Linked DNA regions of Zea mays: regions 2, 3 and 4 are each linked to region 1. The links are chromatin contacts, called in public Hi-C maps. All regions are on one chromosome and are shown on one strand. Each heading gives the region's core, a stretch centred on a gene start, on an enhancer-like site or on the middle of the called end of the contact. The rest is flanking DNA. Distances are from core to core; before and after follow the strand shown.

Region 1 (2,962 bases), core at 128-2,627:
ATGATATGTTTGCCCAAACCTGTTAGCAAGGCGAAGAAACTTAACCCGGATCATTTGAAGCTTTTCATGGATTTCATCATTCTCGTCTCCATCATCCTCAGTAGCCCCCTGGGTTCCCCTTTCCACAATGGCTGGCCTGTTGGCATGGACCTGTTGAACAGAACGAGCAGGAGGCTGTGACAGGGAAGACGATGATCCAAGGCCAGCAGGACGAGATGGCAAAGAGGGACCATTAGTAGAACGAGCAGAAGCAGCACTGCTGGATTGCGCAGGTGTAGAACTACCGCTTGAGAATTGTGCAGGAGGAGCAGAGGTGGCGGTATTCTCATCAGCTGAGGAGCTTGAGTCATCCAATTCCTCAATGGCAACAGCAGGCTCAGCTGCAGAATGTGTGACTGTCCCTGGCCTGCTATGTGAGGAAGCAATATCTTCCGTGCTCGTCCCTGGCTGCTCTTTGCTTTGATACACCAAAGTACCATCTTTTACATCTTCATACTCGCTCCCAGATTGTGCAGCGACCTCAGCCTTGTTATCACGAGTTGCAAAAAAGTTATGGTCCTTGTCTAACCTCTCCTTTTTACGATCAGCCAAAACAGCTGCGGTCACGTATTCCCTGATCGATTGCCCCATGGCATTCTCCTCCACGTGATCTTGATTCACATCATCGGCAAAGCTTTCCTCCACGTCAATGAAACGGGGAGTATCGTCCTCGTCCCACTTGTCTGCCGCAAGCTGTCCTGTTTCCAGCACCGCTCTGGTGTTCGGCGTCACCATTGGCTGGTGATCGCCCGCCGCCACCGCACCGGGCGGCATGTCCCCTTCATCTCCGCCCTCCACCACCACATCACAATCTCCCTCATCCGCCGCAGTGGCTGCCTCGGCGACTCCGCCGTTCTCGCCCGCCCGATTCTCCGAGCGCCCTTCACCGACGCCACCGCCGTTCTCCATGGATCACACCCGACGGCTGCGGAAGGAGCGAAACCCTAGTCCGACATCAAGAGGAAACGGAACGGATCAAACGACAACAACAGGAGGTAAAAAAAACAAACATACAGACGTTCAATTGCAAGCGGACGGGGACTGGAACAATCTATCTAGACAAAAATACATACAAAAAGATTGTGGTGAACGGATCCGGAAGGAGGTGGCGGCTACCAAACCAACCTGGTTGGAGTTGGAGGCAACGGCGGCGTGGGCAAAAGGGATCGATTAGCGCGGCGCTGTCGCGACCAGGAAAAGGAAGGAGGGAGAGAGAGGCAGCGGCGATAGAGAGAATAGAAAGAAGTCGCAAACTCGCAAGCCGGATTGGATGCCTCCGCCGATTTTACTGGGCTCTGCTAAAACCCTGGAGATCTGCGGGGCCAATTCACCGTGGCCTGAAGCAGTCAGCTAATTACGGGCCCAGCTTTTTAAAAGGAAATTCGGGCCCGCTGACTCAAAGAATAAATTTAGAATCGCGAAAACAATTTTGCAGTAATGTAATTATTTTCAAATGAAATATAATACCACAAATGAAAACTCAAGGCGACCAAATGCTTATCTTGGCGCTTTCATATTGTCCTACGATAACTATATGCATTCATAAACACAAGTCGACCAAATGCTTATCTTGGCGCTTTCATATTGTCCTACGATAACTACATGCATTCATAAACATCAGGTTATGCAGGCAAGTGTCTCTTCCATTATCTGCTTGGACATATTTGACAGGTTCTTGTTAGAGGCTGTGGTTAGCTACTTATCGTGTAAAATATCGTGTAAAATAGGAGATTTGCATTGTATATATTTGCACGGTAGATTGCACTGTTTGCAGAGTAAAATTAAAAAAAAAATAAGGCAAGTGATAGGATAGCCGCCGGAGACAACCTTATATTGTTAGATTTACGTAGTACTTTGTCTGTTATAAGGCATTGCAGAGAATCAAAGTATTTTAAAATTGATCAAAGTTATATAGAGAATTATAAAGATTTATAACATCAAATATATATACTATGTAAATATACTAAATAAATAATTTAATTTGGTATCATAAATATTATTATTTTATTATATAAATTTAATCAAATTTGGTTTTTTAAGAAAGTTGAATAGACTTATAAGAGCAACTCCAAGAGGCTCTCTATATTCTTCCTAATTTATATGAATAGAGATTTTTGTAAAAAATATCTTCTAACAACTTATCTAAATGGTTATCTAAATATAGCCATCTTCTATTTCGATTTTCTCGCTATCCAAATACAGAAAACATGAGTGGCTCTCTATAGTACAAATAAGATATAGAAAGGTTGTTGGAGATTAAAAAGATATAGAAAGTGGTTTTTATGCAAATGCTTCTCCAAATGATAACTTAAAGAGTAAAATTTTTATGTTCTGTTGGGTACAAATAAGATATACAATTTTTATTTATGTTTGAGTATAAAATATAAAACACAAAGATATGTATGTTCTGTTGGCTAGACATGTGTGAATGTGGTTTTGACCGTTTGAAGCCAACAATCATAGTTCAAATCCTGCAAGGAGGGATGGTGCCTCTTTGTATAGGAGGGGAAAGACTAAAATATGTTCGGTTATATGGGCTAAAGTTTAGTATATGTCACATCGAACTACAGAGTAAAAAGTATACACATATTTATAAAATTTATTTTTAGAAGTATTCTACCATATATACTAATAATAAAGTATGAGTCGTACTTTTATCGTGAAGGGGACCGTGAATTCCTTGCAGGGCTGCGGCGATTCGGCTGCGCTGCTGTATGAATTGTTTCGTGAACCTGGGACTCAACTCGAACTCGAACCACTACGTCGCCTGCCTCCTCATCTTCCTGCTGCATTTCACCCCCTAGTTGTTAAATTCATCCAATTCTAATTCAAATAGTAATTGTGAAGGAGAACAACAGAGCTGCACAGATGGCGAACAACAATAAGTCATGCTGCTTCTCCGGGAGCTCTTTGAGTTTTGAGC
Region 2 (2,962 bases), core at 304-2,803, 220 kb before region 1:
GCACGTTGGACGCGAGATTGGAGAGGAGCAGGATGATGAGGGAGAGCACGGTGACGCCGCTGACGTGGTTGATCTTTGCGTAGGGCGCCATGAAGTTCCAGATGGCCCCTGGCAGCCCCGTCTTGTTGAACCCACTCACCGTCACGAACATCCCCGAGAAGAAGACCAGTAGCGAGTAGGACACCTGCGCACACGTGCACCCCCAGAACATATACACATGAGATCGATGTGCAGCATGCCCACCACGTACCATTCCATTCCTCCTCTTGCGACGTGAGCAAGCTTAGTTACGTACCTTGTCGAGGCACGGCTCGGCGTCGCGGAAGTCAACGACGACGAGCGCGATGGCGGTGGTAATGGCGGTCCACGACATGTTGAGGCCGAGCATGTATGCCACGAGCATGCCAACGGTGACGACGTACGCGAAGCTCTTGAGGAACAGCTTACGCCGGTGCTCCGAGCACTGCATGAACCACCGGTGCTTTGTCGGGATGTTCTCTGACATCATGGAGTCGGGGTCGTCATCGTCCGCGTCGTGGCCGTGGCCGTGGCCGTTGCCGTTGCCGTTCTGGCGCTGGCGCAGGGCGACGTGCTGGGCGGCGGTGGGGCTACTCTTGAGCGAGAGCACCGAGGCCGGCGACCGCCCTTCCTCGACGGCCTCCATCTCCTTCTCATCATCGGGGCTGCCGCATGCGGCGGCGCCCTCGAGGTCGTTCCAGTACATGCAGAGCAGCATGACCGTGTTGACGCCCATCCCGGCCAGCATGGCGGGCAGGATGCCGAAGAAGAAGCTGAGGAAGGTGATCTTGCTGTTGAAGGCGATGACCAGGTTCTGCGGGTTGCCGATGGGCGTGGCGCTGGAGCCGATGTTGGCGCTGGTGGCGAGCGCCAGCAGGAATGGCTTGGCGGGGAGGTTGCGCTCGGCGGCCAGCTCCAGCACGAACTCGGTGAGCACGACGCAGCAGGTGTCGTTGGTGAATAGCGCGCTGGCGAGCGCGGTGACGACGCAGACGCGGCACAGCAGGTCGCGGCCGCCCTGGCTCCGCCACGCCAGCAGCTTGCCCAGGTGCTTGAACATGCCGGCGCCCTTGAGGTAGCCGCCCACCACCATGGTGGCGAACAGCAGGCCCAGGATCGGGAGGTCGATGGAGGCGTACGCGTCGTCGGCGCTGATCACGTGGAACACGATCATCAGCACCGCGCCCAGCAGCGCCCCCGCCGTGCGCCCGATCGGCAGGAACGGCACCGAGGGGAACACCGCCAGCATCCAGAACACGCCGAACGCCAGCGAACCCATCACCACCTTGGGCAGAGGCGCCAGCTGCGACATGGCTGATGGATGGGATGGAATGGAACTCACCTTGTTGCGACCACTCTCTGCTTTGAGCTCGACGAAGCAGAGGGGTGCCTCGCCTGAGGTTTATGTAGTGGCAGAGCAAGACCCTGCATGCTCTCCAGGTGACGTCAAATATCTCGGTGTGGGGGCTACCTACAGAAGGAGCTATAGTGTCCGAGGTCTGTTGGCGCTCGAGATTTTTCTTGGTATAAAGTTATATCGGATCTCTTGATCCAACTTGTAGCCATTAGGCTGTGCGCAGCGGTACACGCTAGCCATCTCCCTCCCCTTACATGGCGGCTGTAGGGGGCACCCTACGCCCGCAGCGGTGCCCCCTACAGCGTCCTCTACGCGTCGGCCCCCTTCTCTCTCTCCCTCTAGATCTAGCGTGTCACTGTTTATCACCCTAAACACTGTGCTGTAGGTCCACGAGTAATTATTAGTAGATAAAAAATTGATAGTTCAAATAGATAATGATATTTTATAGTTGTAGTGGGGTATAGGGGAGTATTTAGAGGGAACCGCTGCGAGAGATGAAAAAATAGGGGGAAAATAGGGGGAAAAGTGATATACGAGAAAAAATTTAGTGGTAACGGTTGCGGATAGCCTTACCTTCTTTAATGCCCACCCCCTCTCTCGTGTCCCGCTGCGCTGAACCACCTCGCGCTCGCGGCCACCGCTTCGTCCACTGTTGCCTACGACTGCTTCCACGCTAAGACTACCCGCATCGAGGACTGAAAACCGAACGCTACCAACGTATGCAGTAGAGAAACTGCCGCAACGGGGCACCTCGTCTACAAATGGCAATAAGGCTGTCCGCACTGGTGACTGTAAGCACCAACCTTAAATATTTACAGCGCGAGGACAGCTGCAACGGTGGACTGGAAGCACTACTGTAAGCTTACGGTTGGCTAGGAGAACCTTATATCTAGCGCACCCTTTTCTTCAACTTTATAATCTCTCTCCTCTCCTCGTTGGCTGGCAGCTGGGTATGGATAGGATAGAGGTGAAAAATAAATAATAATAGAATATGTGATAGTTGGTATAGGGTAGATATATATAGAGTAATTGTGACCGTGAAGAATTGTTGAATATAGTAAAAAACCTCGCTGACCAGGATGGAATATTCCTTTTAGGGTAGAGAAATAGGGTAGTATGAGTGCGGATAGCCTAAGGACCCGTTCCCCAATTTACCGCGGAGAATTTCTCCGTTACGATATAGGGATGGACAGGTTTCTTCCCCTATGAAGATTACCTATGGAGATTAAACGGAGAATACACGTTTCACGAGGGTAAATGGGGATAGGGACAAGAAGCATTCCCCATCCTCAATCCCATATGGACCCATTAAACTTGCACATGGCAATATTTTCACGTACTAGTTAATGCTAAAAGAAATAATTATCTTGTCAAGATATCAGTCGTTGCACAAATGTGTTAATTTTGAAGTACATATAATGATTTCTTACATCTTACGATGTATATAAGTGACAATGTTTTGCAATAATAACAATGACATATGGCATACTTATAATTTAAGCGGGATCGGGGTCCTAATTACTCCAAACGTGCTAGTACGTTCAAGATCGTGAGCTGGCGCAATATGTGGTAGTTGATATATGGTTG
Region 3 (2,962 bases), core at 132-2,631, 170 kb before region 1:
TAAATGGGGCAATCCAAATTAAGTCCAGCGGAGTACTTTTTACTGTTATATCCTCCATAAGGTATACTCAAGTTGCTAGCCAAATTGTTACCTTATGAATATGTCCTGAATATTTTTTTTTTCATTTACCATCTCACTCATATCACACCTCCTAGCCCACCCACCATCATATTATGACCAGAGCAATGTCCAACACGCACCTGCCAGCGCATGCAGTCAAAAGTGATTATACGTTAGTGCGTGATTACATCCCAAGCCATGCAAGAAAAATAAAACTAGTGTCCAAATTATTGTTAGCACGCGGCGTGGTCTCGTGCCACTGGCATTCAGACAGCGGAGACAACAGCCAAAAGGAAATATTTGTGTAGGGTGTTGAGGATCAGTGACGTGGATTAATCTCGTCCATTAATATAGATTAGCAGTTAACAGGTGAAGGGCTGTGTCTGTCTGAGATAGCACTTTCACGTCTGTTCAAGATGTATATATATGTGTACACAGTCATTAATGAAAGTTTAGTTCTCTCCATTTCGTCATTTCCTCAAACACGTTATCAGCACTTCGCTCGAACCAAGAGAAGCAACCAACGCAGTAGAGGAGTTCGTGAAGAACCAGAAAGGTGAGATGCCGAACATCAACCTTGTGGTTTCCATGGTGACAGCGGCTGTGGTTCGCGAGTTCCGTCGTGGGAACCGCTTCGGCATCCTGGCTCGCGCTCGTCTCCGGGCCGCCATACGGCGCAGCCTCCTCCGCAGCGGCGTTGCAGGGCTTCATCATCGTCGTGTGCGCGTGCCGAGGGCCACGGAGACGGTTTACGTACCCGTACCGACGGACTTCCTCCAGCCGGTGCCGCTGCAGGTCATCCCACCACCGATGGCATATCCTGCTGGTACTGAGTTTCCGCCGGGGTTTTGCCCGGTGCACGGGTGGAACATTCCACCGCCAGAGACGACGCCTCCTCCTGCCGCGGCGGTAACCACTGAGGTGGTTTCCCCACGGAGGGCTCCGATGAGCGATACCGCGGGCGCGACGGCGGCTCCAAGCCGCGGCTGGATCCGCACCGGGCATGTGCCGGGACTTCCCAATGGCTTCGGGCCCGTGGACGCTGGTGCATCGTTGCCGGAGGAGGGCGTGAAGATGGCAGCACATGGCGGCAGACCGCGCGGAGGCGCTGCTGCAAGGAGCAACCGTGGCACAGTTACTGCAGAGAACGGCGTTGGCACTGCTGCTGCAAATGGCGGCGGCGGGCGGATGCTGTGAACAGCAACTGGGGTCCGGCAACTGGTGATTCTCTGGTGTGGCGGCGGCATGTGTCTAGGGTTAATCCCTAACCCTGTCGAGCCTGTGTCCATTTATATCTGTGATGCGTCGTGGGTGATGCTCGTATAGTCGTATATGGGCCTATCATGCTTGGGTATGGCTGGGCTACTTGTTTGGCCGAGCCGAATAGTACATACTAGTTGTTTGTTTTTTTTTTCTTTTCAAGTCTCGTACTAGTTTCCTCATGCATTACGGATGTTTGGACCATACAATATAAATGTGTTCCTATTTAATCTACATATGTTTATTTTTTTTTTCATATGTATGACGAATCCTTTTAGTTTAAAATGGATTCGCATTCTGCATAATTTATCAAATATTCAACCCATTATTTTTAATGTGAACATAAGGTGATAGAGACATAGACATTGGCTGCGTTTTATTCTCATGAATAATTCTGCCCAGAGACCATGTCTAATGCAGCGATTAATTCCGCCTGTCACTGAGAGGTCTACACTATGTAGCAACATAGTGATTACCTACACGTGTTCATTTTAAATATAATGGTTATGATGCTTGGTCTACTCCAAATATTTGGAGACTACCCTAATTATATGTTACACTCTGTGGGAACATGTAATTTTGGAAGGATGTAACACCTTCAAGTATCTAATATTGAGACATGTTGTTAAATTTTGCAATATTTTACACATATCACCCATTATTTTTAAAGGTGAACATAAGGTGATAGAGTCATAGGCATTGGCTGCGTTTTATTCTCATGAATAATCCTGCCTAGAGACCGTGCCTAATGCAGCGATTAATTTCGCCTGTCACTAAGAGGTCTACGCTATGTATTAACATGGTGATTACCTATACATGTTCATTTAAAAAGAATGGTTATGATATTGGGTCTACTCTAAAACATTTGGAGACTACCCTGATTATATGTTACACTCTGTGTGAACATGTAATTTTCGAAGGATGGAACACCTTCGAGTATCTAAATTTGAGATATGGGTTATGATCTTATTACAACAACTACCATTTGGGTTTGCTTAATTTTACCATGCGTGGTAAATTAATAAACCGATGGTTATGATTTGCAGGTACCATGCAAGGGCCAAAAGAGTTTGAAGAACTCGCCCTTGATGGCATCAACTATCCTGCATGGGCATCCGATATCAAGATCGGTTTCGCCTCTCGGGGAATTTTAAGTACTATCAGTGAACCAGAGCCAAATGCTCAACCTATATCTGATGTGATGAAGTACACAGCTTTACTCTTGTTACGCACTTCCATCCATAAGGATCTCAAAAAAGAGTATCTTTTGGAGGAAAATCCTCGTGTCCTGTGGGTCTCCTTGAAAGAACGTTATGAACAACAGAAGGAAATTATATTTCCTGATGCTCAGCATGAATGGAATCACCTTCGCCTACAAGATTTCAAATCTGTGGCTGATTATGATCATGTTGTTCATGACATTTCTACAAGGTTAAGATTTTGCGAAAAGGAACCGACGGATGCTGAAAAGATAGAGAAAACTCTCTCAACTATGCATCCTTCGGATAGGGTATTGTGCAATCAATACCGCAAGGAAAGACACCAGGTCTATTCACGACTTATTCATTCATTAACCCAGGCTGAAAAAAATGCTGAACTTCTCTTGAAGAACCATCACATGCGCCCTACGGGCTCAGCAGCA
Region 4 (2,962 bases), core at 313-2,812, 140 kb before region 1:
AATTCTGTGGTGTAGTGCTAAACGGGCTAAATGGGCTAAACGAGTCTACCGTGCCGGCACGGCACGGCTAAGGAACCTTAGTGTCGTGCCTGGGCCCGGGTTCAGACACTAGTGCCGTGCCGGCACGGCACGCCTAATAATCGTGCTAAACGAGTCGTGCCCTAACCGTGCCGTGCCTGGCCGTGCCAGTGCCGTGCCGGGCCGGGCCGCCTGTTTGGCCATCTCATTGGTATCCAGTTCCAACCAGTATATATAGATGTCTAATTCTATAGTAGTGATGACAAGTTTTGTAACTGAAAAACACTATATTTAGTACGACTAGGATTAGATTCGATCCAATTCTTTTTCCAGTTGTACTCTATATGTACATGTATTTGGCCAATGCAAAAGACATTGCGTAGATTATTTCGCTTTCAGGTTATACTACTACCTAGCAACATACCTGCTGTCCTTCAAGGACAAGTGGACAGGTCCAATCGATAACTTATAGCTCTATTTGGGAGAGAGCCTTTATTAGCGACGCAAGAGTTAACTACTCGTAGTGCGAAGATTAGGTGAGAGAGAACTTTAGCAGCCAGTTACCTCTGCAAGCTAGGCTCCCTATTGTTGCACGTTGACCGACAGAACATATAGTAGTGACATGAAATAACAACAAATGACATGGCCTGGAAGCCCTATCCGTGGCTGCAAACTTTTTATCTTAACTGACAGTCTATGTGATGGGCATGAGCTTTACAGTGCATCATATTCCCGGTTATACTTTGTTTTGTCGACAAAAATATATACCGCACCGTAGGCTTTAAATATTAAACATTTTTCTACCAGTGGTCCTATATGGGAAGCTCCAAGGTTCTGTCCATAGCAAATCGTGCAAAATATTGTTAAGATAGGAAATAGGGCACGCAATCAAACAGGTGTTCAGATAGAATCAACGCCGGTGGTGATGCAGAGTGAGACAGTGTGGGCAACCGATCACACGGTAAGCCTAGGTGATGCAGAGCGAAACAGTGTTGGCAACCAACACACGGTATAAGCCTCCGAGCATGGGCTGGGGCTGAGGCTGAGCCTGATGCGCTAGCGCTAGTATCCAATTTGCTTTGTTGGCCAAATGCGCGTCCCACCTTTTCCGTTTTCACGGCGCCTCTTGTCGTGCTTCTCGATCTCCGTCTCGCACCGCACTACTGCTATTATTAGCTGGCTCCGAAAGGAAAAGGATGAAACATTGTATGCTGAACTTTTGTATGGTTTGGACTTTTAGGTATACAATACTATACTCCACATCTTTCATGTTATAGGTTGGATTTCGAATTTGGCTACGTTCCTATGTGAAAGAGAAACAATACTTGCTGCCACTTTCGTGCTTGCTTTTCGTTTCCAGCTCACAACAGTAAAATGATACAATTTCGACGACTTTGTTATATCCGACGGCTGCCGTTATATCCAACAGTAAAATACCTTTATATCCGACGGCTTGGCGGGACCGTCGAACATTATAGACGTGGGCCCACCGACGGCCGTTAAAACTGTTACCGGGGATAAACCCCGACGGCCGAAAGTGGCCGTCAGATATAGTCTATGTCCGACGGTCGCCGTCGGAAATAAGGGTATTTCCAACCCTTTACGGTCGAGGGACATGTACCGTCGTAAATAGCTTATATCCGACGGCTTAGGACTTATGTTCGACGGCTTTAGCCGGTCGGAAATGCCATGTTTCACTGTAGTGGCTGGTTAAAAGAGCATTCAGACACGCTCCAAATAGAGTTCTTTTTGTAGCTAAGACAGAATCCATCGTACAAGGTACAAGCCATGTCACATGCTTTCTTTCATTTCCAGCAATGTCAGGATAGGCGCTTCCCCGGTGAGGTAGTGATTTGTTAGCGGCTTCGTTGCCATTGGAGTCAGAGACGACTAGACGAGAGCAGGCTCACGGTGAGCTCGAGTCTGCCGGCGGTACTGAATAAGCCAGTCATGACGGAGAGAAGAAAAAAATGGACTGCGAATCACGATCCATCGGCCACAAAATGCAGAGCGTGCTTGAGGGGGCATTAAATAGGAGATGGCCATGAACATCGAGGATTTGAGGGTTTGGCCTCAAATTCATGTCGATGGAGGTCCTCAGCATGAGAGGTGAAAGGTGGGGCATGATAGGAGGGCCCTGCATGGTCCACTAGCTCATCAACGGTGCGAGAAGAGGGGGCACGCCTAGGCGTGGGCGACTTCGGTAGGGTTAAAAAAGGACGTGTAATTTTTCATTCGTTTTTTACATTTGAATAGTATGTTTATGAATTTACGGAAAATCAGATAATTGGGTGGAAACAAAAGAGGGTCCATCTCGTCTGTTTTTGCGGGATCCCACTTTTCGGTTGAACTCGTGTTTGTTCTCTATTTGAGAAATCTAGAATCAACCCAATATACATTAGTGCATTAGCTAAAGCCCCATATCCTTAGGTGACAATTATAGCACAAGAGATCATTTTAGCCACCGGCATTTCTCAATGATAAGTGGCCTAAAGATTCAAACGACACCGGTTATATATATATATATATATATATATATATATATATATATATATATATATATATATATATATATATATATATATATATATATATATATATATATATATATATATATATATATATATATATATGTCGGCGTTTCGAGACCGGGGGGTCCCTGACCCGACGAGTGAGTGTGCCGCGTGCCCCAGCCAGATGGGTCGAGCGCGTGGGCGAGCGCGAAGGGGGGAGAGCGAGGTGGCCGGAGACGGGCGTGAAGAGAGGTGGAGATCCCGCGGCCTTCGTGTTCGTCCCGCGCCCAGGTCGGGTGCGCTTGTAGTAGGGGGGTTACAAGCGTCCACGCGGGTGAGGGAAGCGAGCGGCCCCAAGAGAGCGCATGTCCCGTCCTCGTCCCGCGCGGCCAACCTTCTCTAAGAAGGCCCTGGTCCTTCCTTTTATAGTC

What was found. Hi-C and Micro-C count contacts between places; a contact is called where the count stands out from the background.
Region 2: a contact with region 1 is called in a Hi-C map of ear, with 1.9 times the contacts expected there. The contact joins the promoter of LOC103637625 here to the promoter of LOC103637626 in region 1. A contact is called at or near these places in 2 of 25 Hi-C or Micro-C datasets (ear and tassel).
Region 3: a contact with region 1 is called in a Hi-C map of ear, with 2.9 times the contacts expected there. The contact joins the enhancer-like site here to the promoter of LOC103637626 in region 1. A contact is called at or near these places in 2 of 25 Hi-C or Micro-C datasets (ear and tassel).
Region 4: a Hi-C map of tassel shows a contact between it and region 1, with 3 times the contacts expected there. The contact joins the enhancer-like site here to the promoter of LOC103637626 in region 1. A contact is called at or near these places in 2 of 25 Hi-C or Micro-C datasets (ear and tassel).

The regions. Positions count from the first base shown.
Region 1 is chr1:89,050,342-89,053,303 of Zm-B73-REFERENCE-NAM-5.0, forward strand. LOC103637626 (translocase of chloroplast 120, chloroplastic) reads right to left here and starts at 1,378. Exons shown (of 2, transcript XM_008659946.4): 1 at 1,113-1,378; 2 at 1-983. The coding sequence starts at 948.
Region 2 is chr1:88,832,332-88,835,293 of Zm-B73-REFERENCE-NAM-5.0, forward strand. LOC103637625 (silicon efflux transporter LSI3) reads right to left here and starts at 1,554. Exons shown (of 3, transcript XM_008659936.4): 1 at 296-1,554; 2 at 1-184. The coding sequence starts at 1,330.
Region 3 is chr1:88,875,825-88,878,786 of Zm-B73-REFERENCE-NAM-5.0, forward strand. No RefSeq gene overlaps it. Among protein-coding and RNA genes, the nearest start is that of LOC103637625, 43 kb to the left of the region's middle. Within about 2 kb of position 1,382, at least 18 of the 20 cell types and tissues checked have an H3K27ac peak or open chromatin away from gene starts, as enhancers often do. A contact at or near this core is called in ear and tassel, where this site is marked.
Region 4 is chr1:88,913,094-88,916,055 of Zm-B73-REFERENCE-NAM-5.0, forward strand. No RefSeq gene overlaps it. Among protein-coding and RNA genes, the nearest start is that of LOC109943654, 22 kb to the right of the region's middle. Within about 2 kb of position 1,563, at least 12 of the 20 cell types and tissues checked have an H3K27ac peak or open chromatin away from gene starts, as enhancers often do. A contact at or near this core is called in tassel, where this site is marked.